2 separate regions of the Mus musculus genome follow, and region 2 is linked to region 1. The links are chromatin contacts, called in public promoter capture Hi-C maps. All regions are on one chromosome and are shown on one strand. The core of a region is the stretch at or near the end of the contact, and the rest is flanking DNA. Distances in the headings are between cores, read along the strand shown.

What was found. Promoter capture Hi-C pulls out the DNA fragments that hold promoters and counts their contacts.
Region 2: a promoter capture Hi-C map of fetal liver shows a contact between it and region 1, with 4 times the contacts expected there. The contact joins two enhancer-like sites. A contact is called at or near these places in 15 of 39 promoter capture datasets (3T3-L1-derived adipocytes, the C10 cell line, the HPC-7 cell line and 9 more), 1 of 15 datasets of contacts at CTCF or cohesin (embryonic stem cells), 10 of 115 datasets of contacts at active chromatin or transcription factors (bone marrow-derived macrophages, embryonic hindbrain, embryonic stem cells and 4 more) and 3 of 9 other capture datasets (adipose tissue, embryonic stem cells and liver).

What each region holds. Positions count from the first base shown.
Region 1 is chr2:70,664,736-70,672,459 of GRCm38.p6, reverse strand. The region is part of intron 1 of Gorasp2 (golgi reassembly stacking protein 2); the gene reads right to left. Among named protein-coding and RNA genes, the nearest start is that of Gorasp2, 7.1 kb to the right of the region's middle. Within about 2 kb of position 4,974, at least 13 of the 459 cell types and tissues checked have an H3K27ac peak or open chromatin away from gene starts, as enhancers often do. A contact at or near this core is called in extraembryonic endoderm stem cells, where this site is marked.
Region 2 is chr2:71,143,190-71,150,913 of GRCm38.p6, reverse strand. No RefSeq gene overlaps it. Among named protein-coding and RNA genes, the nearest start is that of Gm39576, 8.1 kb to the left of the region's middle. Within about 2 kb of position 4,508, at least 29 of the 459 cell types and tissues checked have an H3K27ac peak or open chromatin away from gene starts, as enhancers often do. A contact at or near this core is called in extraembryonic endoderm stem cells, where this site is marked.

The sequences.
Region 1 (7,724 bases), core at 3,725-6,224:
ACAAAAAAAAAAACCTCTGAGCAGTCAGTGTAAAAGCTACAAAACAAACTATAAAACTTTGTTCTTGTTCATTCTTCACAGAACACTTACTTCACACAATTCACATGTGTGACCTCCAGCATCAACAGAGTAATAAGCCAAAGTGGTAAGAGGTTACTGCATCATCTAACTTACTGTGAGCTCCATCGTAGAAAAGGCAGCTCTAGCCTACATGCTGACGACAGCTCTCTGAATGGGTGCCTTCCAATACAGTGGCCACCAGTAACATCCACAAAGCTCTTGACTAATGAAACTAAGGGCTGCAACTTAAATTCCAGTTAACTTATTAAAAATAGCCACATGGGGCTGGATAGCACGCATCTACATGGCAACTACAAGAGGCCATTTCAGCAGAGCGTGTTTAGTAGATAGTCATGGAGGTTTCTTCACTGGGAGAAAGGTTACCACGCATCTACCACAATAAGACAGAAGGCAGTGCGGCCTGTGATGCTGGGGGCGGGGGCGGGGGCGGGGGAGGATGCAATACATTTTAAACACGGGATTTTTTTCTTCATTTCATTTTTTTTTTTTTTTTTTTTTTTTGGTTTTTTGAGACAGGGTTTCTCTGTATAGCCCTGGCTGTCCTGGAGCTCACTTTGTAGACCAGGTTGGCCTCGAACTCAGAAATCCACCTGCCTCTGCCTCCTGAGTGCTGGGATTAAAGGCGTGCGCCACCATGCCCGGCTTCATTTCATTTTTTTATTAGATATTTTCTTCATTTACATTTCAAATGCTAACCCGAAAGTCCCCCTATACCCTCTGCCCCCCACCCTGCTCCCCAACCCACCCACTCCCGTTTCCTGGCCCTGGCATTCCCCTGCACCTGGGCATATAATCTTTGTAAGACCAAGGGGCCTCTCTTCCCAATGATGGCCAACTAGGCCATCCTCTACTACATATGCAGCTAGAGACACAGCTCTGGGGGATACTGGTTAGTTCATATTGTTGATCCTCCTATAGGGTTGCAGACCCCTTTAGCTCCTTGGGTACTTTCTTTAGCTCCTTCTTTAGGGACCCTGTGTTCCATCCCATAGATGACTGTGAGCATTCACGTCTGTATTTGCCAGGCACTGGCATAGCCTCACAAAAGACAGCTGTATCAGAGTCCTGTCAGCAGCATTTTGCAATAGTAAACACAGGATTTTCAACAAGCTGCTGGGAAGAGCTTGATACAGACATGGAGACACTCACCAGTGGTTGCTAGGTGGAATGGTCTAGATCTTGTTATCCCTCCCAAAAAAAAAAAAAAACCAGCAAAGTTTATGAGATTGTAAATGAGCCGTTTCTACCACATTAAAATGAGTTTGAAAAGTGGAACCTGTCTAGGAAGTGGAGACAGGAGGATCATGGGTTCAAAGCCATCCCCAGCTACACTGTGAGTCTAGGCCAGGCTGGGACACACAAAACTGTCTTCCAAACCAAACCAAAACCAAAATAAAATACCAACAACAGCCACAGAACATGTCTAGAAGTTGGAATTTGAGTCATTTATTTCAAAACAAGAAATTCCTAATGTACTGTCCAGATACAGTGGGAAGTTTCCATAGGTCATAAAATCCAGTTAGGGAGGATTTTAGGATAGAAAGAAATATTGAACAGACAACCAGAACAGCAAACATATAAAAAATTCATGACATAATAAGGGCATTTTTAAGGGCATATTCTATTTTTCATTAATGTGCTGCTTTGAGCTGCAAAACATTAAGTTTGCCCAATGACGTTTCTGGTCATAAATACAATAACTTTCAATTTTCCCTTTTCACATGGGTTTGTCTGATGTGACTGTGGGTGTGTGCATGTCATGGTGTGTGTGTGAGAGTGAGAGGACCCCTTGTGAGACCAGTCCACGAGGGTTTCTTTGACTGAACACGAGTGGTTAGGCTTTGTGAACCATCTTTCAGGTCTATAACTTCCAACTTCTATCTTCTGACTTCATATTAAAGTTTTACCAAACTTACCCTGAACCAATCAAGCACTCCCTCCCTGCACACTGACTTCCTCTGTTGTCTTACTGATTCCTTCCCAGGAAAGCCTCTGTAGTCAGGGTTTTCTCCTTGCTGAGACAAAACACCTGACAGAACAGCCTAAGAGAGAGAGGCTCAGCTCAGCTCAGTTTCATGAGCTGGAGGTCAACTGGGCAGGCAGAACAAGCCACACCATGGCAGCCAGGAAGAACAAGCCACATCATGGCAGCCAGGAAGCAGAGAAGGAAAGAGGATATTAGAATGGATTAGCCTAGGACACAGTCTCAAGTTCATGACCTCAATGGCTGCTCCCTCCAGCTAGACTGACATTTCAGCACCTCTGATAATCCCATCACAACGACTTAATCAGGGAGTAATGCACTTATGAAGTCACTGTCCAGAGGACCCACTCACATTGGAAGCCCCAGATAGCCACCTAGAGGTGTACTCTAATCTCCTAGGTGACAATTAGGATTGAGTAACACAACACCCACCTCCTTTTCTCTGGAATTATGAATTCCACTTCGTGGGACTGGAGAGATAAGATGGCTTAGAGGTAAGAGCACTGGCTGCTCTTCCAGAGGACCCTGGTTCAATTCCCAACAACCACATAGCAGCTCACACCTGTCTGTAACTCCAATTCCAAGGGATCAGACACCCTCACACAGGCATATATGCAAAGCAAAACACCAATGCATATTAAAGATAATAATAACAAAAACCATTTCAACTTCATGTGTTAGTCAGCACCAACCTTTTCTCCTCTTTAGCTCTCCAACTGGGAGAAGAAGATGAGGAGGGGCAGTCTCACAGTAACAGAAGTTTGAGTGAAGCTGGGCACTCTTCACGCATAACTTCTATGCTTTGCAGCTCGTATAAACACAATGGCTACCACAAAGCACCTGGACAGGGATCCATGGGGGACTTCCTGGATACAGCAGGCTAAGTGGGACACTTATTATTGTGTCACTGTCCTTGTTTAAATTTCAAACTTATTTTTAAAAAGGTGGTAAGTTTAAAAAAAAAAACAAAACCAAAAACCAAAAACAAGGAACAGAAACTAACTATACCAAAACACTATGAAACTAAATGAACTTCTATTCAGTTGGGGTGGCCATTCAGAACAGAAGCTATACACTGGATTGCATAGTTTTATTGCCAATATAAATAGGTACTTTTAACTTTCTTATTAGTTTGCTTTATGTGCATGGCTATTCTGCTTGGTGTCTGCAGAAGCCTGAAGAGGACACTGGGCCTCGTGAGCCTGTGAGATGCCATGCGGGTGCTGGGAATCAAACCTGGGTCCTTTGGATGAGCAGTCAGTGCCCTTAATCTCTGAGCCATCTCTTAGCCTATTGAGTCTATATCTTCATGCGCTGGTCCTCCACCAAACTGCAAATCCACAACAGCTAGACCTAGACACACACTGAGCTCGCTCTCCTTTCACAGGCATGCTCATTACCTGCATCAGTCCGTCCTCTGTCCTCCATCCTCCATCCTAATGTTTACTTTTCCTGTCCTCTCTCCTGCATGATACACTGTATCCACACGTATATTGTTACTGTAGCCACATGCACATATCTTATTGGTTAGGTTCTGCATGAGGAGAACCGGTTTTTTCCTTTCTGGGATTGTGTGACCTCACTTAAAACTCAGATTCTAAATCTATTCTCTTTCATGCAAATTTTCTGACTTACTTTTAAGAACAGAGTAGTATTCCATTTTACATACATATACCAAATTTTCGTTATCCACTCATCTGCTGATAAACAAATACGTTGATTGCAATCTTTTGCTATAGTGAATAAAGCAGCAATAAATATGGGAATGCAAACACCTCTATGGTAGTTTGGTGTTCTTTGGGTATTTGTCCAGGAGTGTAGCTGGGTGATACAGCTATTTGTTTTTAACTTCTTGAGAAATCTCCAAGCAGGTTCTCACAGTGACTGTTCCCCCCACCAGCAGTGACTAAGGCTTCCTTTCTCTCCACATCCTGTCCAACATTTGTTGTCACATTTATTGATGATGGCCATTCTGACTGGAGTGAGGTATCTGAAAGTAGTTCTGAATTGCATTTCTCTGATGGCTAGGGATACTGATATAGATTCTTTTGTGTGTGTGGATGTGCTCATGGCTGAGGAGTCAGAGGGCAACTAAGGTATCTTTCCTCAGGCACTTTTTGCCTTTCTTTTTGAGACAGGGGCTCTCCCTGACCAGAACTATCAAGTCTCAGGGATCTGCCTATCTTAGCATCTCTAATGCTTGGATTACAAGCAGGCCACCACACCTAGCTTTTTTCTACTTGGGTAATGGGAATTAAACTCAGGTCCTCGTGCTTGGCAACCACTACCTCCCCAGCCAGACTGTACCACAGATTCTTCTTTATAAAACACAGGTAAAATCTCTATGAATAACTGTACCACCATGTTCCCTGGCTCTCAATTTAAGCCCCACATTTTCACTTTTGTACTGACTTAAAAGCAGAAAAGATACTAATCAAGGCTAGAAAACACTTGAGTGTGGTAGGCCCACCTGTAAGTCCTGTTCTTAGGAGGCCGATTCAGGGGCATTACAACAAATTTGAGGCTGGCCTAGGCTATCTAGTGAGATCCAACCTGAACTACAAAGTGAGGCCCTGACTCAAAAAGACTAGAATATAATTCCATGTATATGGGCCCTGGAGGACTCACTTCAACTGCACACATAAATCCTTATATGTGTGTGCTTACATGATCACAGCAATGCAAGATTTTGCAAATGTGACATAAAAAAAAAAACCCAAAACCTAAATGCTCTGTGGTTATAAAAGACAAAATGTATAGTAACGATTCTGTGACAGGCTAGACTGTTAGGCCTCATTAACCAACAAATTCTCCTTTCACGTCTAACAACTGGTCCCATGATGTAATGCATAACACAGAAAGCAACTTGAAATGAGTTATTTATTAAGCTGAAGCACTCTGCCTATTGTCCCAACTACTTAGAAGGCTGAGACTTTAGCTCCAATACAAACACATCCCATCGCAAACAAACAACCCCAACTCTTGATGACTAGAAGGAATTGGCAGAAAAGCATGGCAAAATTAGCTTTCTAGAAAAGATCTGGGAAGAGGGGGCAAGAACTACCCAATCCCCCAGCTCCAATACTGAGTTAGATGCTTTCCTCGAGGAAGGGGAGCTAACGGTGTGATTGGGCACATCAGTTTAACCTCTCTGTGCTTCTCTAACTGTGAAGTGAGGCCATCACCAGACGGTCTGTGAAGCTGGAAGGCACGAAGAACACCAAATGCAGAAGACGGCCCTGACCACCTGGGTTCTTAGGAACAAATGACTGTATCCACTCATAGCAGGACGGAGTAATGAGAAAGATAATGGTGCTCACCTGAGTTTCAAGAAACAAACAATGTCTTCAAAAACGAAAAGTCTTTAAAAGCAACAAATACTATATATGCATATACTTTAGGGACAGGAATTAAAGGATCAGATTTGAAGCAAACTTTAACTTTTATACTTAATTACTTTTGTACATGTATGAAAAAGAGGGAGGAGGGGGGAGAGAGAGAGAGAGACAGACAGACAGATAAGACAGTGTGCAATGTACACACAAAGATGGGTGTGGAAATCAGATGACAGTTCCTGGGAGTCATTTATCTCCTGCTGTCTTGTGGGAGCTAAGGACCAAGCTCAGGTTGACAGGCCTGTGCACGGACACAGGTGCCTAGCAAGTCACCTTGTTAATTCCCTCCAAACTTGTTTCAAATAGCAGCATATACTGGGCTAGGCACACATGCAGAAAGTAGCTACACGTTGATTAGAAAGGAACACTGCTGAAACTGTTTATTACTACTGCAAGAGTGGATCTCACAAACTAGGCAATAATGTAATGCTGGTAAGAAGGCCACCAGCTAACCTTCATTGAGTCTTTACCACAGTCCAGAGTGTGTCATGGAATAGCTCACTTAATGCACAGGATAACCGAAGGGTAGGATGTATTATAATTTAACAGTACTTGTTTTCAAATATTTATGTCTAATGTGTGCTGTGGGACTGAGTGACGAAGGTGACAAAGGCACTGCTGTAGTCGACTTTCAGACAAACAGGCTGTCAGCCGAGCTAGCATCAGGGGCTGGAATCCAGTTCCCCAGTGTCTACTAGACACTAGTGGTCTACCAGAACAGTCTCTCAGGGTATCTATGCCCACTAGTCGATGTGGTTCCCCATTTCTGAAAATATGTTTTCATGGTTTCAAAAGGTGTGTATGGGTGAAGGGAAGAAGAGAAAGAAAAATGCCAGCATTATTCCTTTTCCTAGTGTAGAAAATTTAGTTGCAATGCAAACAGGGCAGTATACGGTCTCTCAAAGTAACCACTCTGAGTGTGTCTTTTAAAGAAACAAGTCATTTTACTAGATAATCACATTTCCCCACGCAATATGCAGTCAGATTGCAAAGCACATGCTGAACTTCCCAAGTATTTACCAGTTCACATTTTTTTTAAGTTAGTGAATCCTGCGGATATAGTCCTTTCAGTAGAATATTAAAGACGGTTTAAAAAAAAAAAAGTACAGTGGTGTCAGTGGCGCTGGCCCCGAAGGCAATGGAACCAGCACTTCGCAGAATCTTTACCAAAGTCACAGGTAATGGAGAACAGGAGATCTGGCCAGTGAGGAGCCCAGCCCGCCAGATTAACTTGCTTGAGTCTTTGGACAGAAAGTTTACGTTCAGTGATACAATGTTTAAAGGTGCCCTTGGGTTCATGTATTGTGTATCTGGGGCTGTAGGAAGCTGCAATCATCTGTGTCCTGCATTTGAACGTAATTTCAAAGAATGCTTATGAATTAAAAAGCTTCCTGGTGTTAAACTGAAGAAATCAACGGGGAGGGAGACAGAATCTGCAGGTGGGACCTGCTTATATAGCATTATAATTACATTTGGAAAACAACATTAAGTAGCCCAGTTGTTTATGAGTTTGTCAAAAAAGTAGTCCCCTGTAACAGGGCTTCTTTGTCAGTGAGGCACCCCTAAAATAGGGCAGCTCCACCCAATGGTCCAGGTGTTCTTTCTACAGGACTAATTTACAGTCACTTTGCACTTTGAAGTTAGCACGTAACTACTGTGGAGTCTGCAGCAAGCTTGGGTTAGGCTTCTGATTACAGTGGAGATGCAAAGCGTATCAATGGCCCATCAGTCAACAGAGTAAAACAGCATTTCCCCAAACTAGTGTGAGCGCTGGGTCCACAATGTCCTTGGAGAGCTCCTTTCTCAGAGTGTTATGTAAGGCCAGAATTTTAAAATTTATAATGGCCATCTAAGAGACCACTCTAAAGATGAAACTTTTGAGAATGGCTTTGTTAGACTCACTTAATAACAAATGTCAAATGGAAGCAAGAATCTGGCATTCAACATACAGGGACTGTAGGAGGCAGCCTATAGTACTTCTATAAAACCTAGAAGCCCTAAGGACACATTGTCTGTAAAAAGTGATACATAGTTCTAGCCTATTGTTTGGATTTTAAAAGTAACATTTCTTTAAACTCTGTGACACAAGTAGTCTGGAACTCAAAATATGGACCAGGCTGAGCTTAAACTCGGAGATCTGCCTGCCTCAGCTTCCAGAGTGCTGGGAATAAAGGTGTGTACTACAGAGTTCACTTTGGCAGTGGTATGTGCATATGCCTGCACAGGCCAGAGGTATAACTCTTACAGTTAAAGTTATAGGCATT
Region 2 (7,724 bases), core at 3,259-5,758, 480 kb before region 1:
TACCTCACCACATATTAATTTTTAAAAAAAAAATCATCTTTTCTAAATGAGTCATGTAACAAATGTATTCAGTGAGTAGTCATATCTAATTTATATTGCAACTGATGAACAATGGAATTAAGAAAGAAAAGCCAACTTTCAAAATCACTGCCTCAAAGTAATAACATACTAGATTTTTTGTTGTTGTTGTTGTTTGCGATAGGGTTTCTCTATAACCTTGGCTATCCTGGAGCTTACTCTGTAGACTAGAGTGGCCTTGTGCCCACAGAGATCACCCTGCTTCTGCCTTCTGAGTGCTGGGATTAAAGGCATGTACCACCACTGCCTAGCTTAGATTCTTTTTAATTTTACAAACCATTTATTTATTCTATTGTATGTGTATGAGCATTTTCCCTGCATATATATAAGCCATGTTGCAGCATGGTTCCAGAGACAGACCTGACGAGGGCAAAGAGAGAATGAAGGAAAGGTGGATAGACAGGCAATCAGACAGACAGACAGGAAAGCTGGGATAGGGTGGACCGGGATCCTTGATGGAGAGACTACAGCACTCCAGAAGTTCAGCATGTTTACTATACACAGTTGGCTGGGGAGGCAGGACTAACACATACAGCTGAGCAGGGAGTCCGGGGTATGCATACAGCTGAACGGGAGTCAAGGTTACTTCGTACAGATAAGCAGGGAGGCAGGGTTTATGGTGTAGAGGTGGATTAAGGTGACACATTTGGCTAATCTCGGTAGGAACAATCTCTGTAGGGAAACTGTATTCAGGCTATAAATATCCGGGGAGCATAAGCTATGGTGGACATTTCTACACATACCGTCAGTATCTACATGTGGATCAGATGGGATGGCTTTGCCTTGTTCCTCCGGGCCTGAGGCTAGGTCCTTGGCATGACCACGCTCACGTCAGCAGCAAACATTCCCTCAGGACCTCACTTCCTCTTTTCCTTACACGTAAATGTGTACCACAAGCCTGCTTGGTGTCTGAGGGGGGTCAGAAGAAGGCACTGGGTCCCCTGGGATTGGAGTTACAGATGTGTAAGCTAGCGCATGGATGCTGGGTATCAGACGTGTGTCCTCTGAAGAGCAACAAATATCTTTAATTGCTGAGCCATCTCTTCAGCCCCAATGATGCTTGATTCTCCTAAGAATGCAAAAAATAGTTCCTGCTACTTTAGCACTCAAAACAATGAAGTTGAATCTAGAAAAAAACAAGCTTTACAGACATTTTTCGAGACTTATGTGTCCTCTCCCCTACGTTCCCTCCTCCCCTCTCACCTACTCCACTGTCTTTCTAAATTTCATACCATGCCCACAATCACACCTGTTTACACATATAAATGTGCACATTCTAAGCTCATATCAGCATAAAAAGGAGAACATGAAGGCTTTCTCTCTTGATGAGTTTGTGTCACTTTGTTTGATTTATTTTTAAAATCCATCAACTTACTACCAATCTCATGAATTCATTTTCTTTATACCTGAATAGTACTCGTTTTCCACATGAGCCACAATCCAATTGCCCCATTATCTGTTGATGGGCATCTGGGATGGTTTTATTTCATAAGGCAGGCTTGTAGCAAGACTCTTGGAATTACACTTTTTCCAGGAAATTCTTTGTTGTGGGTGAGGACAGACTAGCCATGGGGCTCCTGGAGACAGAGGGACAGGACTTAGCTTCCTCCTGATGATGGCCAGGGTCATGGCTAACTTGCATTTACACATCTCCCGGCTTCGTTTCATCTGTTCTGCAAATCATGATGTGGCCACAGGGAAGGCAGAGACAGAATTCTTTTTCTTCAGATTTGGCCCAAACTATAAACAAACCCATCTCCCCTGCCAATCCCTAGGTTTTGAGGCTTCAGTTATCTCAGTTCCACATTACAGATGAAGTTGCCCCTTAGAGAGATTCCTGAAGTTTTTACATCAGTCGGTAAAAATCAGGCTTGAGACTATAAAGTGACTGATTGCGCTGTAAATATTTAAGTGTAGAATATGTAATGTACAATCTCAAAGGCACCGAAATAGTATGATATATTATTTATGATCCCAATTGAACATTCCTCTTTTGATACAAGAAGAGAAGACATCAGGAATTTTATTTATTTTTACATAGTGAAGTATGAATTTATTTTGCTGTATTTATGTAATAAATCAAACTGTCATAATGGCCAGGAATACATGACTTTGGATTGCCATGAAAACCTGTATGTTCCTGTCTAGACACAGTGACCTTCTCACCTAAATAGCCCCAGGAAAGCATCAGGGGGTCTCTGACATGTGATGACATTGAGTTCTTGGGTCTCTCACTTGCATGTCTGGGTGGCAAAAAGTGCACTGCCTTTCTGGGGGCAGGGGGATGTGCACATGCCTGCAGGTGCCTTAGAAACTGGAGGTGTCAGATCCCCTGGAGCTGGAGTCACAGCTCAACAAGTTTTGCACAAAGATTTTTGGGGGATCGTCATCAGATTTTTTAGATACCCCCCTCATTCACCATGCACACAAGCATGTTCACATGAGTGATGAGGTCACAACCTTATGTGACCATGTGTTGCTGACAGTCCTTGAATCACCCTGGTAAGCACTTTGTCATACAACGAGGGACAACAATTGAGTTCACAAAACTGTGACTGTGCAATCAGGAAGCATAATCAAAGGAGAATATTCCAGAGACAGAACACAGCAAACCATTGTGCCTAGCAAAATATAGAAATATCTTTTCTTCTGAGAAGCATAAAAATAGCTGCTCCTGACATTATTGCATCCTTTATGTCTGCGTTTAAGTCGTGGGGCTTTTTGCACGGAGCCAAACAGCAGCCTCTATTGATCCTGGCTCACAGACCCCACCTTTGTCAGAGCCTGTGCACAGTGCCAAATCTTCAGGAACAAAGTCACTCAGTCTGCTCTCTCCCTCGGTAGCAGGGATTGCAAACTCATAATTGCTACTTCGTTTCAAGTGAAGGATGAGCAATTGTACTTCAGAGGACAGAGTGTTTCAACAGCCCTGAACTGTGATTACCTCCCGTGCTTTTGCTGAGTTCCTTCATCTCCTTCCTCTAAGCTCTTCAGGGCCAAGGGCTGTCTTTTCTGGTTCATCTTTTCTTTCTTTATAAAAGAAATGTACTTATATTATCATTAGTAATGTGCATGCATGCATGTCTGCGTGGCAGAAAGTGCACTGCCTTTCTGGGGTCAGGGGATGTGCACATACCTGCAGGTGCCTTAGAAGCCAGAAGTGTCAGATCCCCTGGAGCTGGAGTCACAGGCAGCTGTGAGCTATCTGACAAGGATGCTAGACTCTAACTCAGGTCATGGACATGCTTTTGACAGCGGGGCTCTCTCTCCATCCCCTGTTCTGATCTGCCTTTAAGGAACTACTTTGTTTCTTTAGTCTTTGGGGGGAGTAAGAGGGTTGAGACAGGGTCTCACTCTGTTGCCCAGGCTGATCTCAGACTAGTGGCAATCCTCTCGGTCTGAGATCCCAGGCAGGCACACACATGACAAAAGCTTATCCTTTCTTCTGTTATTGCCGCTCTTGTGGACCTTCATAAGACCCACTGACCTTCTTCCTGAGGCCTCTGAAAACCACAATTACCACTGCACTCATAAGCTAGGAGAACTCTGGGTCATTCTGTGTTTAAGGAAAGCAATGGCAGGGGAATAAATTGGATCCATAAAGTGTGACATTAGAATCCTAGCATGAGCCCAGTTGAGTATCTGCAATCCGACCTGTGCAGATAGGGGATCCTCAAGAACTAACTGCTAAGTGGATAACGAAGGGGCTGCTTTCAAAGAGGCCAGAGAAATTGAGGGACTTGTTCTCAGTTCTGCTTCTAGACCATTCTAAACCATAGCACCCTGACAAGAGTCTAGATCTTTCTGCTCTGCCCATTCTCATGATGTTGTGCCTTCTCGGTTTCAGTATTTAACATTAACTTTGGGAGATTATGAATGTTTATGCCTCTGGGGACCTGGCAACTAATCCATCTGTCTGCAAGTAGGCTGTCCCGGGGGCTAGGCTGGCATCTGAGGGCCACAAGTTTGAGGCCAGTGTAGGTTACACAGTGAGACTTTAGCTCAAAACAAAACAGTGGTGTTAATTATAAAAAAAAAAAATAAATATAATGGGGCATTTAAACTTTTCATTATCTTACTCCGATCCAAAGTTAACAGTTGTTCATTAATTATTCGTTATATCATACTGCTAATTATGTATGTGTGTATATGAGAGAGAGAGAGAGAGAGAGAGAGAGAGAGAGAGAGCTCAGTGTTGAGGTACCTCTCCAGCTCCCATTTTTCTCTGTATACACCTTAACTAGAATGACCTTCAGTAGGGGAAACAGTAGGGCTGAGCCACAGAAACGGAGAGAGGCCAAGAGACTAGGGAAAGTCAGGCAGAGGAGTAAGTTAACCTTAGGGCCACTCCCACAGCTAGCTCTACATTCCAGAGCCAGCTCTGGCCTCCCCACACGAGTTCCTCTCCCTCACCTACTCCCTGTCTCTCTTGCAACACTACTCTAGTTATCATGGTTAATCATTCATGAGTGCTCAACAAACATCTAGCTGGCCATTCTGTAGGTCTGCAAGTTCAAAGGAGCCATGATAAGTCTACTCTGATAAGACTGGGTAACTAACGGTGGGATCTGGCTTCTGTGACTCTGAGGAATAACATTTAGCCCAGATCAAATGAGAGGCAGAGCAACAGAAAGCTTTTCCTAAGCCGTGTCTAAGGATCTGAATGTCAGAGGGGATGCTAAGCTTAGCAAGACAGAGAACGTGGGGTGCCATATTTGAGTATGCTTACCAGATTCTGACCTGATTACAATGGCAATATTTGAAGGCAGACTTTGCTCCTAAGTCTGAGCAGTACTTAGGATATTCTCTTTGCCATGCTATGGCCTGGTGGGTAAGATTCCAGATTACCACTGGGTTTGCATCCTAGCACCACATGAAACACACAGCGTGACAGTTCGAATGCCTACAGCCCCAGTGCTGTGGGGCCAGCCACAAGGGAATTACCCTCAGCCTAGCTCCAGGTTGTGAGAAACTCTGTCTCAGAAGAGCAGGACAGACAGTGACAAGGCAGGACGCCTGATATCCTCCCCGTGGCCTCCGTGTATTTGCGTTGCTTAACTACAGCACAATCATTCTGCAGCTGTTAAACAGAAAGGTCCCAGGGCTGGAGAAATGGCTCAGCAATTAAGAGTGAGCGGTGCTCCTGCTGAGGACCCAAGTTCGGTTCTCAGCACCCACATCAGGCAGGTCACAACTCTCTGGTACTTCCAGTCTGGAGGATCTAATGCTTCTGGCCTCCTGCATTCGTGCGCACAAACCTATACACACACACACACACACACACACACACACACACACACACACACACACATGTGTAATTGAAAATAATAAAGATAGTTATAAGAAAAAACTCTCTGTTCAAATAAATTAAACAAAAATATTATACTTTCCATCTTGGAGACTTCAATTATATGCTGGCAATTAAAAGCGCCAGATAGTTCTGGTTTTTCATAACAAAGGCATGGCTTCTACTGAAACAACAGACCCACAGAATAACCAGAAACTATGGATATTAAAAAATATTATGCCTCTGTGAATTGCGGGTGGTGGTGCGCATGTTCTCTTGCATGTGGTGGCCAGAGGACAACTTCCTGGAGTTGGCTGACTCCTTCCACCATGTTGATCCTGGTCTAAAAGCTGCTCTGGACAGTGTTGCTCAAGGTGACCCTCTAACTTCTAGCTGAGCTGCAGGCCTGGTAAGTTTAATGCTCATCCAACTAGAAGCTGTAGAAAATATGCCTGCCTTAAACATCCTGCAAGATCAGGTGAGAGTCTGACCTTCACTGTAAGGTAGAAACAGGCAGGGCAATACCAAATAACTGTCATCTCTGGGCATCCAACCCAGGTCATCAGCAAGTGCCTTTACCCACTGTGACATCACTACAGCCCCCAACACACGCTCGCGCGCGCACGCACACACACACACACACACACACACACACACACACACACACACACACACCTTGTAATCCCAGCACTTGGGAGGTTGAGATAGAAGGATTGTAAGTTAAAGGACCATCATCTGGGCTATGTACAAAGACTGTCTAAAACAGTAATAATGAAAACTAAACCAAATAAGTGTGTGTGGTGGGGACCCTCCATGAAGCCTGGAACATAAATGGGAAGTGGTCATGGAAGTTAACAACCATAGAAACTGCGTCTGTCAGCTTTAAAAACCAAAGGGTAAAATCCTACTTGATCAGAACAGCTTGGAAGTGGTGTGAGAATCAGGAAGGACAGTATCCGAGGAGACATTTGAGGGGGTCACCGAGTTCTCATTTAATGTAGAGGATATTTAGAAGACTGGCTGACACAACCAGGAGCTGGATTGTCCCTCCTTGGGACAGGAGAGCTGAAGGGACCAGTAGCTGCTTAGTCCAAAAATGAGGGAGGCTTGCAAAAAGAGAGAGCAGCATCGTAGTGGGACCTGAATCTGAGGACCTGGATGCCTGGGGTGGCGGTAGGGGTAGGGGGAAGTTGGTGCAAACCTACTTTCAGTGGCTGTAGTGTCTGAGTCTGGTGTTTCTGCTGCGCTGGCAGTGAGTCGCCTACCTGCTCCAGGACAGTCACATGTGCTCTCATGAGCAACCTTCCTCTGTCCTCCACTTTCTGTTCCTTCCAGGGTCCTGGCCTACTGAAGGGTGCCCATCATGTTAGGATTGAGCCTTCTCCACTCAGTCCACTGACCCACAAGGCAATCATTTTTGGTAACATCCTCGTAGATGTACCCAGAAATGTGTTTGCCAGTTTCCTGGGTATCTCTCAATGCAGTCAAACTGACAAATCAAGATTGGCATTGCAAGAAGAGCTTTACATTCTTCACATAAACTCTGCTTGACTCTTCTACAACCTACATGTGAGACAGACTCCAGGCAACCCATGCAAAAGTAGGAATAAGAGAGTCCAGCCACTGCTGGCTAACTGCCTATTAAAGCAGCTAAGACTTTACAGAAGACCCTGGAGTCCTCTCAAGGTCCTATCCACAAAATGTTCAAAACGTAAAATAAACTGGTAGATAGGGCAAGAAAGAGCTGTATGAGGCGCATCATCAAGTAAAAAGGCAGCCAATAGGAATCCGTTTTGAAATGATCCAGGGACTGATGGGAACTGGAGGAATGGCTCAGTCACCGAGAATGCACACTGCTCTTGGAGTCAGACGACCGCCTGCAAATAAATAGTTGACATGTGGTCTCTAGTCAGAAAGGAAATGACACGAGGCCTTGGAACACTAAGAAGGAGCAACGGCAGCAACGGCAGCGATGGCAGCAATGGCAGCAAGAGTAAAGATGAAGCTCAACAGAGTTTCTTCTAGTCTTGTGCTTTCTAAATTTCATTCAATAGTATCAAGAATTATAAGGGCTCACATCCCCACCCAGATAACCCCAAAAGTAATCTGTTGGTCTTAGGGACCAAACAAAGGCACACACACACACACACACACACACACACACACACACACACACGCGCGCACACACACACACACACACACACACACACACACACAGTTAAACATAAATACGTTTTAAAAGTTACCACTAGAAGTTATTTAACGGGCAGTGCTTTGGATACGCTTGTCTGTGACTTATCTGCATGATCTACAGCACACTTCCACACCACCTTGGGCTCCAACTCAGATCCTGTGTGGA